2 separate regions of the Mus musculus genome follow, and region 2 is linked to region 1. Evidence: chromatin contacts called from public promoter capture Hi-C data. All regions are on one chromosome and are shown on one strand. Each heading gives the region's core, a stretch centred on a gene start, on an enhancer-like site or on the middle of the called end of the contact. The rest is flanking DNA. Distances are from core to core; before and after follow the strand shown. Region 1 holds the start of Ikzf3 (IKAROS family zinc finger 3). Region 2 holds the start of Zfp385c (zinc finger protein 385C).

Region 1 (7,013 bases), core at 1,160-3,659:
CAGCCTGGGCTATAGTGAGTTCAAGGCTAACCCTGCATTGTCTCAATAAACAATCAAAATTAGCCAGATTATTCTAATTAGTCTAGATTATTTTTAGTTATTTTACTACATCAACTATTCTAACCTCAAGGACCTAACATTAAAATGACCAAACTCACATATTAACCTTTTTTAGTTTGCTTTTATTTAAAGACTGAATTTGTGTATTAAATATACCATATGATATCTATCTCTTTGTATCTATTTAATCTAGCCATCCACACTCATAACTTCTTTAAATAATTAACCTATATTCTATACATTCTTGTCTCACGTATAGTCTACAAATGCTGAACTATACAAGTTTTCATTGTCTTTTCCTTCAGGAAGTCTTTATGGGTCCTACTGAAGAGCCTGGTAAGTAGACCCATGTCCTAAAGTAAGCTATTTAGCTTAGTGTCTGTATTGCATCTTGAATAACTAATCAGCTAATAGCATTTGCACAAAAATACTCCAGTTGTGGGTTTACATTATTCCTAATAAACGACACGGTTAAAACTAGGACATGGTATTGGAGAACTGGCCAGCAACTTCAGGAAAAGAGATTATTTGTAATAATTAAAGCATGGGAGCTCGTTTTAAAATAAAGTTTCCTATAGTATACACCATGCCAACCCCCCCACCCCTCTGTTCTTGGATGAGGAAACTTTTACATGTAAAATATTACATTTCATAGATCATTATTTAAGTGTCAAAACAATTTGAAGTTATTTTTTAAACTTTGACACTAAAACATTAGAAGTATACAGGTTTTTTTTTTTTTTTTCACGAGAAAATGTTTGAAGCATCATTCAACAGCGGACATTTAAAAGCTTTGCATTACCACTTGCCATTTTACTGAGAGAAAAAAATATGTTTACATTAGTCAAAGCAGGAAGAAGAAGAAAAGAAGGAGAAGGAGGAGGAGGAGGAAGAGGAGGAGGAGGAGGAGGAGGAGGAGGAGGAGGAGGAGAAGGAGAAGGAGAAGAAGAAGAAGAAGAAGAAGAAGAAGAAGAAGAAGAAGAAGAAGAAGAAGAAGAAGAAGAAAAAGAAGAAGAAAAAGAAGAAGAAGAAGAAGCCACATTTACCAGCATACCATGCACAAGCTGAGAATTAAGGGCTGTGTTCCACTCAATTGCATTGTGAAACAAAGCTTTATCATATTTAACTGTGTTCCAAACTTGTTAATCATATTTCATAGCTTCACATACACTAGAACTAAATAAAGATGCCAAAAGATCAAGGTTCATGTGTTAAAAGAGATTCTTCAACCATCATGAAGAAAGTAACTGTGATATTCATAATATTTACAGACCAACACTTCAATTAGGTAAGCGTCAGTATCTCTCTCCTTTAAACGAATGCAGCGCTCAACTTCTGATTTTCTCAGGGCCACCTCTCCTCCCCCAAAGTTGAGCCACATCTTCCATCTTCAGAGTTTTAGAAACACTTGTTGAAAATGTGAAATTGCACTTATCTTAAGGAAGTTCATACTGCGAGGCTTCTGAGAAGCAAAGCTATAACTTCCGAAATGAATTCAAATGAAACCCTTAACGTGAGCCTTATTTTTGTTTCGGGTTTTTTCCCCCCTTTGGTTTTGTTTTTTGTTTTTTTTTTTAAGTTCATTTGATTTCCAAGCTAACTAACTACAATTGCTAATCATTTTCAAATATGCCCTTAGCCACTAAGACAGTATTCACAGAAAAGTCACATTACAGAAAAGTAGACTCAAGTAACTAAGATTAAACTAATTCCTATGGAGACTGAGACCGCGGAGCGTCCCCCCCACCCCCAACCCGGGGGAGGGGGAGATTATTCCGTCCCAGGTTTGGTGCCAAACTTAGGGACACCCAAGACTGTTTGTCCTTTGCAGATTTAAGGTGACCCATACATATGCCCCCGTCTCACAACCCCCAAGAAATAAAACTGAAGAGAACTTAGCACTTTCCCAAGTTGGGGGAGGGGGTGTCTGAGAACGGACACGCATTTAAATTAAAAGAAATAAATAGAAGCAAAACCGAGATTCAGAAGGAAGCCAGCCGAGCCTCTGAGCGCGCGCCGCTCCGGCTGCTCAAAGCCCCCAGCGCAGCGGCGCCGAGCTCACCTTCCATGTCGCCGCGGGCCGCGCGGGCTGCAGCTGTCGCTCAGGCTCCGCGGCCGCTCCACGTGCTGCTGCCGTGGGGACCCGCGCGGCTGGCGGGAGATTCCGGGCGCAGGGAGGCCCCGGGATCGCTCGGTCGCGTCGGCGCAGATGCAGGGCGGGAGCCGCCGGCAGCCGGGGCGCGAGGTTAGAGCGGCGCTGGCTGGCGGCCGCTTTAAAGCACGCTCCGAGTGCCGCGGGTTCCGCACCCACTTTTGAATGTCAAGCCTGAGGAACCCTGATCGCGTGGAAACAGTGCCTCAGCGACCGTCTCGGGACGTCTACTTGAGAAACACCGGGGATGAGGGCGCTGTCGCAAGGAGAGCCGAGCGGTGTGCGTAAGCCCAACTTCCAGATTTGCCTGACACGGAAGGACCTGGAACTTTTTATCTAGACTCAGGGATGACGGTCTTGAGAACTGTCAGTGAGAACTCACTTCATTGAGTTATTTATGGCGGTCTCCCCCCAACCCCCGTCGCCCTTTGGTTTTTCACTCCAGTTGGAGTGGCCCGCCACTATGATCCCAGCACTTGAGAGGCTGAGGCAGGAGGATTGCCATCAGTTGCAGGCCAGCCCCACATTACAGTATGAGCCATTTCTCAGAAAACAAACTTTAAAAAGTCTTTGGTTCAGATTTATAGATAGTTCAAAAGTGCGTTGGCATTTACGGCTCTCCAACTTTTTAACTTGAGGGAACAATTCTCTCATTTTGCTGTCCTTTCTGAGAACTGGTTGGTTTGCCAGCGCTGAAAAAAGAAAAAGAGAGAGAAAGAAAAAAAAAGACAGCAGTACATATGTGTGTTCATTTCCTACGAATCTTCTTTCCTCTAAATAGGACACTTTACAAAAACCCACGTATGGTGTGTCAGAAGAATACAGAGTGAAGCTATGTGGGGTAGAGGGACTAAGTCAAGGGAAGGTGTTGGTTCACAGAGGCGTGCCAATCAACATCCTTTCCCATCATCTACACTTTAGAGAGGAAAGCATTTGACAGGAGGGAGGGGGGAGAGGAACTGAAGGCAGAACAGTTTTTCAAAGCTCAGCGGTTCATCACGCTGAAGTCCTAAGAGATGGGGCTCAGAGGGGCATTTCTAACGATGCCAACAGGGTGGAAGGAATGGTCCCACTTTCATCATCTTGTTAGTTACACAAATATATTTGAAGCCAGGTATGGGGGTGCAACACCTTTGATCCCATCACTGGGAAGGCAAGAGGCAAGGAGATCCCCATGAGCTTGAAGCCTTCCTGATCTGCACATTGAGTTCCAGGACAGCCAGGGCTTTATAATAGAGAGACCCTGTCTTCAAAAAGACCGACAGATGTGTGCACGTGCGCGCGCACACACACACACACACACATTTGAGAGGAAAGGTTGAGAACTGTACATCAGCCATCTATCTGTATCTGAAGAAAATCATACTTCTGAGCTAAGCAAGCACACTGAAAACATGAACCCGAGCTCACATTAACTAGTGCCTTGGTATATAGGCAGTCTGTGAACTCTATATTCCATGTTTGTGTACATATGCATATATAACACGAGTGGCTCACATTGTCTCTGAGATCACAGAACCATAGCAGCATCTCCACTGACATGAGTTCTGCAGGACAATATGGAGCTCGGAGACATTCTAAGGTTTAATAAACACTAAGGTTTAATTTTAGTACTGAAAAGGGGAAATTTGTTGTTTGTTAGTTTCTAAAAGCAAAAATAGCAACGTCAAAAGTAGCAGAAGAGGAACTGTACACTTTCACAGGGATGAGAAGGATGAATAGTTAATTGGTTATTTAAAAGACAGAGAGAAACTTGGGGGTTTCTGTTACAATGTTCTCTATACAGAACAGCAAACTGTTACCATGCTGTTTGCTGCTTATTCCAGTCTCTCCAGATACCTGAAGAGACAAATAAAAAGCAGAGCCGTACAACCATTTGTGTAGCAATTCTACCCTCAAGTGGGTGGAGCATAAATCTCTCCTCTTTAAGTGCAGAGTACAAACAGTACAGTATTGGGGGCAAGGGATAACCTTATATGGAGTAACCTGACAAACATTTAATGCATTTAACATTAAAAGTGGAAAAGTAGCCGGGCGTGGTGGTGCACGCCTTTAATCCCAGCACTTGGGAGGCAGAGGCAGGCGGATTTCTGAGCTCGAGGCCAGCCTGGTCTACAAAGTGAGTTCCAGGACAGCCAGAGCTACACAGAGAAACTCTGTCTCGAAAAAAACCAAAACAAAACAGTGGTAAAGTATGATGTTAGTATGTATCAGTGATATGATGTATTGGGAACGTCACTTTTCTGCTGCCATCCTCACAAAAATCTATAATTCTATGCAATAATGAGAAAAACCATCAAGCAAAGTCCAAGAGAGTCTTTCCACAAAATACTTGATCATTTAAGGCTGAGTCCGGATCTTCAAAGCAGTCCTTAACTGTCAAAGTCAACAACAACCAAAAGGAAAGAAAACAAGAGAAGAAAGAGAACAAGAAAAGTCTGAGAAACTGTCAACAGCTCAGAAGAACCTGAGGGGACAGCACAACTAAATGTGACACGAAAGCCTGAGTGTGACTCTGGTGCAGATAAACTACGGAAATATTAAAAATATGAACTTTAATTAACAATGCTGTATCATGCCAGGCATAGACTGCATGTTTTTAATCCCAGCACTTGGGAAGCTGAGGCAAGAGTATCTCTGGTTTGAGGATAGTGTGGTCTATAAAGAAAGTTCCAGGACAACTAGGGCTATACAGAAAGACCCTCTTTGTTAAAAGGAAAGAAAAAGAGAAAAGAAGGAAAGACAGGATAGCCCAAGTGTACAACTGTGCCTTGGCAAGTATCAATATGTAATGTTTCATGTTAGAATAGTGCCTTGTGATATCAGCATTATTAATTTGTCTTCTAGGGCTGGAGAGATGGCTTAGTGGTTAAGAGCATTGACTGCTCTTCCATAGGTCCTGAGTTCAAATCCCAGCAACCACATGGTGGCTCACAACCGTCGATAATGAGATCTGACGCCCTCTTCTGGTGCATCCGAAGACAGCTACAGTGTACTTAGATAAAATAATAAATAAATCTTTTTTAAAAATCAAATAAATTTGTCTTCTATAAAAATATCTATCATATACTGAATTACTGACCTAAATCAGTTTAAATGAGATATTGAGAAATAAAGGAAATCAGTATAGATTTCATAGTGAACCCAGCTCATGTAGCGTCTCCATAGAGTCAGATGACAAGGTTTGTCTGGGCTGCCCAGCATGATGCTACCTGCCTTTAATTCTAGCACTCACAAGGCAGAGGCAGACAGATCTCTAGGAGGCCAGTCTGGACTATATAACAAGTTCTGGGTCAGCCAGAGGTACACAGAGAAACACTGTCTCAAAATAAGTAAACAAAACTAAAGCACAAAGCTTACATCAAACATTTACATGGATACTTCCAAGACCCAAACTAACTCTCTCTCTCTCTCTCTCTCTCTCTCTCTCTCTCTCCCTCTCTCTCTCTCTCTCTCATTTCTTTTCTTCTTGCTTGTTTGTTTTGAGACAGGGTTTCTCTATGTAGCCCTGGCTGTCCTGGAATTCTCTCTGTGGACCAGGCTGGCCTAAAACTCGGAGATCTGCCCTCCTCTGCTTCTGCCTCTGCTACCTGAGTGCTGGGATTCAAGGTATGTGCTACCACTACCCAGCTAAAGGTTTTCTTTTTAATTCTGTATATATGGGAGGGATGGAGAGGGTATATACACGTGAATGCAGGCATCCATGGTTTCCAGAAGAGGGCACTGGCTCACCTGGAACTGAGTTAAAAGGGTGTTGTTGTAAGCTACCCAGCTGGATCCTGGAACTAGAGCCCTCTGGAAAAGCAGATAAACTCTCAACCACTGAGCAATCTCTCCAGCCCGACTATTCTAACACTCTTCTATAAGAGTTAAGATTTAACACATAAGTTTATGAGAATCGTGTGCAATAACTGAGAAGTTAGTAATACTTTGTACTTTTGGAAAATGTTTTGATTAAATCTGAAGTGAGGTGTCTCTGCGGTTATGAACACTGGCTGCTCTTCTAAAGGACCCACGTTTGATTCCCAGCATCCAAATGGCTGCTCACAACCATTGTTAACTCCAGTCCCAGAGGCGACACACTCTTTGGCCTCTGTGGGCAGTGCATGCCTGTGGTGCACAGACAGACAGAAATGCAAGCAAAACACCCATCCACATTTTTAACAGTTGAGGCTAACCCATGAGTCTAGACGTAGTAACTGACAGGGGGTGGATCTGACTCATTGAATCCCATTTCATGCTTGTGCTAGATCGATAAAATTAACAGTGACTAAAAATGAAATTACTGACAAAGGTTGCTCCTGGACCATCTGAGACAGTCCAAATACTGACTCGGCTCAAAGGAAATAAAACTGAAAACTCCTGATCTCACCCCAAATAACCATTCTGCACCCTATCTGAACCTTGGGCTCTCTCCCTAACCAACCTACTCAAAACCACTACTGAGAGCGGTGCTCTACTGCCAAGAGGTAAACAACACCTAAAGTCTTTCAGGTCACCTAAAATAGCAGTCAAGATGGGACCACGCATGATGGGGTTAGCGACTCAATTCAGTAAAGGCCCTGGGTTTGGTCCCCAGCACAGGGTTCAGAAGAACTTTGAAAGACTATTTTGGAGCTCCCTGAGAGTGACTTATCTCACATCAGCTGAGGAAAAGATCACCCGCTCTCGCCTTCCTTTCGAAGGGACCCATTCTCTAAAGCAAAGTTACTTCCGAATAAATTTGCATGAGGGGGTGTCCCTTACATCATCTCACACTCTAAGCTGAAAAAAATAAAGGTTTAACCTTCCTCCACGTGGG
Region 2 (7,013 bases), core at 2,680-5,179, 2.1 Mb after region 1:
TGGTCCCCCAAGGTGAGTGAAGGGCACTGAAGAGGGCAGGGGGGCTGTGAGAGAGGGAGGGGCCTAGGATGCACACTGTAGGGCATCGGGTTAGGTGTGCAAGGGTAGGCACGTGAGACTTGGTGCCCAGGGATGGCTTGTGAGCCAGGTGGCATGCCGGGTATAAGTACTCAAGTGTGGATGGGTGTGTCCATTTACAAAAACAGAACAAAAACAAACAAACAAAAAGAAACAAAAAAAAAAAAAAACTTGCAGTGTTAAGGAGACCAAAGTGACAGGTAGGTTGGTCCCCAAACAGCTCGGTAAGAATCCTGATTGAACAGAGCTGGTCACAACAAAAAGAGGTGACAAACCTTTGTTTTCTGGGCAGACAGGATGTCTAGGTGCCACGGGGCACTCCACAGCAGCCTAGAACAACACGCGCCATTCATTCTCATCAGGAATGATCCTAGACATCAGCAAGCTGACCCCCAACCTCACGAAGAACCAGCCCCCCACTCCCCACTCCCCACCCCCCACCCCCCACCCTGGCTGTAGATGTGAGAAAGCATGGTGGGAATGGGGTGAGGGGGCTAGGAAGCATGCTGGATATTCAGCCTTCTCTTCCTCTGGTCTAGCTTTCATCCCTCTTGCTGCTGCACGCAAGCCGATTTCGTTCTTGCTCCTTGGGAACAGAAAGTCCTACATCCTTGCCATGCTGGGAAGAAAAACAAGCTCCCCTCGACTTTCCCTCCCACTCAAGTATCACAGGACATTAAAAAAAATGTCCTAATTTTGAGTTAGAGAATGAGGTCAGGAGGCCCGGGGGTGGGGGGTGGGTGGGGGACGGGACTGCTTATTGGTGACAACTGACAATTTTCATTTCACCTTGAAACTCCTTCCTTGTCTAGACATATGTGGCCCAAGCCCAGGTTTATGAGCACTCTAACAGGGGAGAGATGTATAGGGAGGGAGTTCACCAAATGGCACTTATGGTCACAGACTTGTCTAGCCAGGTCCCCTGTCACCCAAGTGGGGTACAAAACAAAAGAACCACTAGGAGGCCACAGAAATAAGTCTCAATATCTTAAAGTTTTAATGGTATGGTGGCATGGGCCTCTGATCCCAGTTGCATGAGAAACTGAGGCAGGAGGATTGCCTCACGTTTAAGGCCAGCCTGAGTAACTTTGTCAAACTTTGGCTCCCCAAAACAAACAAAACAAAACCCTCTGGGATATGACTCAGCTACAGACCACTGGCCTAGCACAGACAAAATCCTGGGTTAAACCCCCAGTAATGAAAAAATAACAATAATATATATTTTATAAGATCTGGTTAATGAAATGTCCAATAAGGTCGCATGTATCCCAGGCTAGCCTCAAACTTTATATAACACAGGAAGAACTTACGATGCCCCTGACTCCACCTCCCAAGCTCTGGGATTATAGGCACGGTCTGCCATATACCACACTTGGTTGTGTGCGGTGCTGGCGGCCTTGGGCATGCTTGGTAAGCACTCTACCAACTGAGCTACAACCCCAGTCCCATGTTCAATAAATCATTTTCTAGCCTCCTGCCTTGACAATTATGCCTTCGTGACAACCTGGGAGAGCAGGCTGACAATCAGATTTCTCTGCTTCCGGTGAGGTGAGTTTCACAGCAGAATAACAGTGTAGAGAGATGGCTCCATTCTCCGGGTTCAGCCACCCCTGCCCTTGCTACATTCCTATGGCCAGGTCATGTCTGCACTGCAAGGACCGACCACTGGACACCGGACCTCGGCCTGCTTCCAGCCTGTAAAACAGCACACTAAGCAAGCATTCTAGCGACTGAACTGTATCTCCAGCCATGAGAGAGTGGACCTGATGCTTAGCCTGGTTGACTCTACACTTGATGGAAAGCAGCCAGAGCAGAACGCTTGAAAGTACCCAGCCTAGGGCCTGTGCCCTGCTTCCCTTGCCTAGATTTTAAGGGTACTCATGGATTGGCAGGCTTTGGTGGCCACCAGAACTAGAGCCAGGGCTTGAAGCTTTCCCTCCCTCCACTGGAGGGCAGCTCCCACAATCTTCAGGCAGGATTATTTGTCATCCTGGAAAAATCCAGCCTAGTTTGATCCCAATTTGTGGATTTCTGGAGGCGGGGAAGGCAGGGAGGTAACGCCCACAGGGAATTTTTTGTCGAGTTGGGTATCCAAGCCAGAGCTTGTTCCATCTAGGCACAGCCCCAAGTGGGCCCCTGCCGCTCCCCGGATCCTGCCTCGCCCAGCAGATGTAAGTCCGACACAGCCAGGAGAAGGTGAGGGGTTCTGGACAGCACAGAGATGGGAACCAGCAGGGGACCGGGGCTGGCAGGGGAGGAGTGAAGGGCATTTCCCTTTCTGGACAAGCTTTAAAAATTTTCCACCCCACCTCCACCCCCTGCAGATCGGCTTTGCTGTCCTACCCAGGAGGGGACACTTAGACCTGTTGAGCCATCACCAGGCGCCAGAGACCGGGCTAGATGCTCTTCTGCGAATTCTCATTAAATCCCTGCAGCTACCCTATGAGGTGGGTCCTAACCTTAACCCCATTTTCAAGTAAGGAAGCAAGGACAGAGGTCGAGGACTCAGTGCTAACCCACCCCAAGGTCTCTTGCCCTACAGCTCACTGCCTCCCAGCAAGAAGCTATCCCAGAAGCAGAAAGGATGGTAGGAAATGAGCAAGGGCCAATGAGATGGCTTCGATAAAGACGCTTGCTGCCAGGCCTGAGGATCTGAGTTCAATTCCCCAGTATCCATATACATGGTGGACCTCGAGAGTTGTCTCTAGCAAGTTGTCCTCCAACCTCCACCCACATGCCATGGCATGTAGATCTCTCTCTCTCTCTCTCTCTCTCTCTCTCTCTCTCACACACACACACACACACACACTTGAACATAACACACACACACACACACACACACACACACACACACACACTTGAACATAATACACGAGGAAGAATTTCCTGACAATGATGGTGTGTGTGGGAGGAGATCGTGGAATGCTGGATCTAGACAGTCATGAAAAACATGAAAAAAATCCCCTGCCCTAATCGTCTCTTCAGTCTGTCCAAAGGTTGGGGATGATCTCTGGAAGGTTCCTGGAGTCTTGACTGGGACTAGGTAGCACCCTCCCTCCCTCTGTTCCACACCCCGGGGGTCTTTACTTAAGTGGCTCACAAGGTCCCAAATTGCCTCTCTTTTCTGACTCAGGAATCTTGGCATCACAGCTGAGTTATCTCAGATCAGGTCTCCCAGAAAACCCTCCCTGGAGTTCTGGGAGGCAGAGTCTCATCCTAAAGCCCAAATCCCACATAAGAGGGCACAGTCATCCCAGGCCTGCCTTCATTCTCAGGGTCTGACTCTAAGACACTAGGCAGGATGGACCTGCTGATCCTGGGCCCTCTGGATTCTGGCATTTCCTCATTCCCCACCTCCTCTCGCCATCTATAGCCAAGTGCAAATGATGCAGATGACCCAGGGACACCAGAAAACCCAAGTCCCACGCTGATAGGCAACAGCTGTCACTCACTTGCTCCCAGAACAGAAACCCTTCGGTTCACTCCATTACTCCGAACTGCGAATATATTGCCCTGGGACACACAAAGGGTACTTGGGGTGACGAAGTTCACCTGCTGCCCTTCGGAACATTGTAGTGTCTGCTGCCCGTTGCTGCTTTCCGCAGCCCTTGGACTCTGGCATTATCCCGTAGAGCCAGCGGCTCCCTCCAACTTCCTTAGAGTTTTATCGCACCCGCCTACCGAGCCTAGTTGTCTCTGGGTGTCCCCTAGGTTTGAGACGGGCAGGAGACAGAAGGCTCTGCCTTGTCTTTCCGAGCTGACCTCGAGATCCTCAGAGTGTCTTACCTGCAGGAAAGAGATGCAGCCGGCGGTGGCCACCTGCTCTCGCCTGGTTTGCAGCGCAAAAGCTCTGGGCTCGCGGGCCGGGGCTGGCGGGCTGGGGGCGGGGACGAGCTGGGAGGGGCGGGGTCTCCAGTCCCACCCCAGTCCTGAAGGTGAGGAGTCGGTAAGCATTTTGAGGTTGTTGAGTATAGAGCAGAGAAACAGGGCCACTGGGAGTTCCGGTTTCTTTTCTTTTATCTCTTCCTTTCCCTTCTCTCCCCGTCTCATTTGAAATAGGGTCTTATGTAGCCCAGGACTACCTTGAGCTCTTGGTCCTCTAGCCTCCACCCTCTAAATGCTAGGATTACATACATGCATGTACCACCAATCATGCTTGCTCACGTATGTGTGGGCTCTCTCTTTCCTCCCTTCTTTTTCTTTCTTTCTCCCTTCCTTCCTTCCTTTTGTCATCATCATTGTCATGTTTCTCCTCCCCCACTGCCTCTTCCTCCTCATTTGTTTTTCCCAAGGCTAGGAAGGCTGCACTCAGGCCACATTTGAATTCAACTAGCACCAGTTTTTCTTCAGCTTCCTAAGTGCCAGGAGCACTGGCAACGAACCTACACTTGACTCTCGGAGGGTTAGAAAACCTGAGTCCTCCTGACCTTATACAATTCTATCTGACAGCCTGGTCCAGATGTTCACAAGCCTGGCTCCGCCAGAAGACCCCCCACCCCCCAGCCCAAAGCAGCAACAAGAACAGATTTGCCTGAGTCTCCCTCCCCTCAGTCTGAGGGTCTCACAAAATTGAAGATGGGTGGAGACACCCTTACCCCACCCCCTCCCTAACTCCTGCCTAAAGGTCAGCAATATAAAGACCCAGTGATTAGAGAGACATTAGGCATCCATCTTTTTCCTCTCTCCTGGCAACACAGGGCCCTCCTCCAAACCCCAAACCCCCCTGGCAGGTCCCTCAGCTGTCACTGTTTAGCACTGGAATGACAGGCGTCCAGACTCCGTGAGTCCAGCCACATTCAAGGCCACTGAGCTTAGCACTCTGCCCCCGCCCCCTCCTCCATCAGTCGCTAATTTTATTGACCTGTAAAAGGCACGTTCCTGGCTGGTGGTTGGGGGGGGATGACTCCTGAAGGGACCAAGGACACTCTGAGAAAGAGTTACCCTAGTTAAGATGGCTGCCCAAAAGAGTGGCTGTGAATTTTTAGCTTTAGCCAGAAAAGACTGGGAGAAGAGAGAATCAATTCTTTTCTATGCACTTTGAGGCAGGGCAAGAATGAAGCAGAAGAGATACAGGTTGGATAACAGGAAGAACTGTCATCCTTCTGTGGAATCTGCCCTAACCCTTCCATCCCTCCCCCCCCCCAAAGGTGGCTTGTGCCTGCTGGGCCTCTTACTACAGAAATAGCCCTTTCCCTGAAGAATCAACCTAGATCTTGCCTCTATTAAAATCAGAACAAAAAAAAATTAGGCCTCTCTGATTCTCCCTGCTCCATGCCTACCTGACTCCAGCCCTCCAATACTGGCTCTCGGATGCTTTTTCTCAAGTGAGAAGGGGGGACAAGGGGGGGGGTTGAAGAGTTAGAACCTGTCACAGGGTGGCAAGGAGACAAGGACTTTACATTCTTAAAGAGCCTCAAATTGAAGCTTTTTAGATCTAGGAATGAAACCCAGAGCCGCTTCTGTGATGGGTGTGTTCTCGGCCTGTGAACCCTGTCTTGGGCACCTCAGATTTATCCTGCTGGTGATCTACATGAGAACTTGGCAGACACAGAAGACATTTTTCCTTTCATTTCTTTTTTCTTTCTTTTTTCTTCCTTCCTTCCTTTCTTTTCTTTTTTCTTTCTTTCTTTTTTTTTTTTTTTTTTTTGAGACAACCCCAGGCGGACCTCAAACATACAATGTAGCCAAGGATGGCTTTAAACTTATCTTAGCTACAGTTATTATTCATTGTGTGTGCATGTGTGTGCCGGAGTGTGTGTGTGTGTTTGTGTGTGTGTGTGTGTGTGTGTGTGTGTGTGCTGGAGTATTTATGACTGCACTAGGATGCATGGGAGGAGGTCAGAGAAACAAGTTGGTGGCCCTCACCTTCCCCCAAGTTGGTCCTGGGGGATTGAACTCAGTCAGTCAGGCCTGTAGGCAATACTTTACCCAGTGAACGATCTCATCAGAGCATCCTCCTGTCTCTACCCCTCCAGTGTTTAGAATCCAGGTAGGCACTCGCCATGCTGGCTTTATGCAGTTCTGGACATCAAACCCTGGGCTTTGTACACTGTAGGCTGAGCTCTGACAACTCAGCTAGTCCAAAGGGTAATATTTTAACATTAAAATTTACTCAAGCAGGTAAGTGTGCAAAGAGGGGTAGAAGATAGGCCTTACAGTGGAAACAAAGACATCTGCGAGGGTGCGTTCATCTCTTGACTAGGAGGAGGCATGGCACACTAATGAAGCTTATTTTCCATCAATTACACTTCAAAATAAAAACCGTTACATATTCTCTACTACACCTTTAATTTATGAAGAGCCTCAAAAACAAAAACAAAACCTACAAGGTGCTTGGGCAAGGGAGGGATGTTGTAGTTCTTAGAACATCATGGCATAATAATTCTCCTGCGTTCATCTTCCAACTCCATCCAATGTGTTTAAGATCTCTGCAGCAGAATAAAGGGGTACCCTGACCAGAGTGCTAGCCAGGGGAAGGAGGATGGCTTGCTGGACTCTCCTGCCCCCTGCAGTTTGACCTAGGTACTGCAGTCACAAGGGGGTCAGTCCAGGGAGAGCTCAGACAGGCTTTGTGTGCAGTCCTGCAGGATATCGAAGACTGGTATGGAGAAAGGCACCCGGGACCACTTTTTGGCCTGGATCTTCCCTCGAGGTGTTTCCAGTAGTATGCTTCCGATTTTGAGCACTGGCAAGGTCACTGATTTGTAGATCATCTGGAAGCCCCAGACCTGATGGTGGAACAGATGGAAGCACGTGGCTTTCTATCCTTAAACTGGACTTCTGTGATGACCAGCCCCATATCTACCACCAGAGGCCATCATGCAGGAGGCTCCCTAAGACAGGACTATAATGAAATTTTTGGTTTCTTTAAAAACACAGATTCATGAGAGTGTTTTAATTTTAATCCCAGGTGTGTAATATGGGGCGGCCTTGGA

Evidence for each region. Promoter capture Hi-C pulls out the DNA fragments that hold promoters and counts their contacts.
Region 2: a promoter capture Hi-C map of liver shows a contact between it and region 1, with 4 times the contacts expected there. The contact joins the promoter of Zfp385c here to the promoter of Ikzf3 in region 1.

What each region holds. Positions count from the first base shown.
Region 1 is chr11:98,543,622-98,550,634 of GRCm38.p6, forward strand. Ikzf3 (IKAROS family zinc finger 3) reads right to left here and starts at 2,410. Exons shown (of 8, transcript NM_011771.1): 1 at 2,123-2,410. The coding sequence starts at 2,129.
Region 2 is chr11:100,688,537-100,695,549 of GRCm38.p6, forward strand. Zfp385c (zinc finger protein 385C) reads right to left here and starts at 3,930. Exons shown (of 9, transcript NM_001373887.1): 1 at 3,865-3,930. It overlaps Gm38483 (a long non-coding RNA gene), which reads left to right. Exons shown (of 5, transcript XR_880214.3): 2 at 1-1,621; 3 at 1,716-2,274; 4 at 2,403-2,525. It overlaps Dhx58 (DEXH (Asp-Glu-X-His) box polypeptide 58), which reads right to left. Exons shown (of 13, transcript NM_030150.2): 13 at 6,348-6,806. The coding sequence ends at 6,621.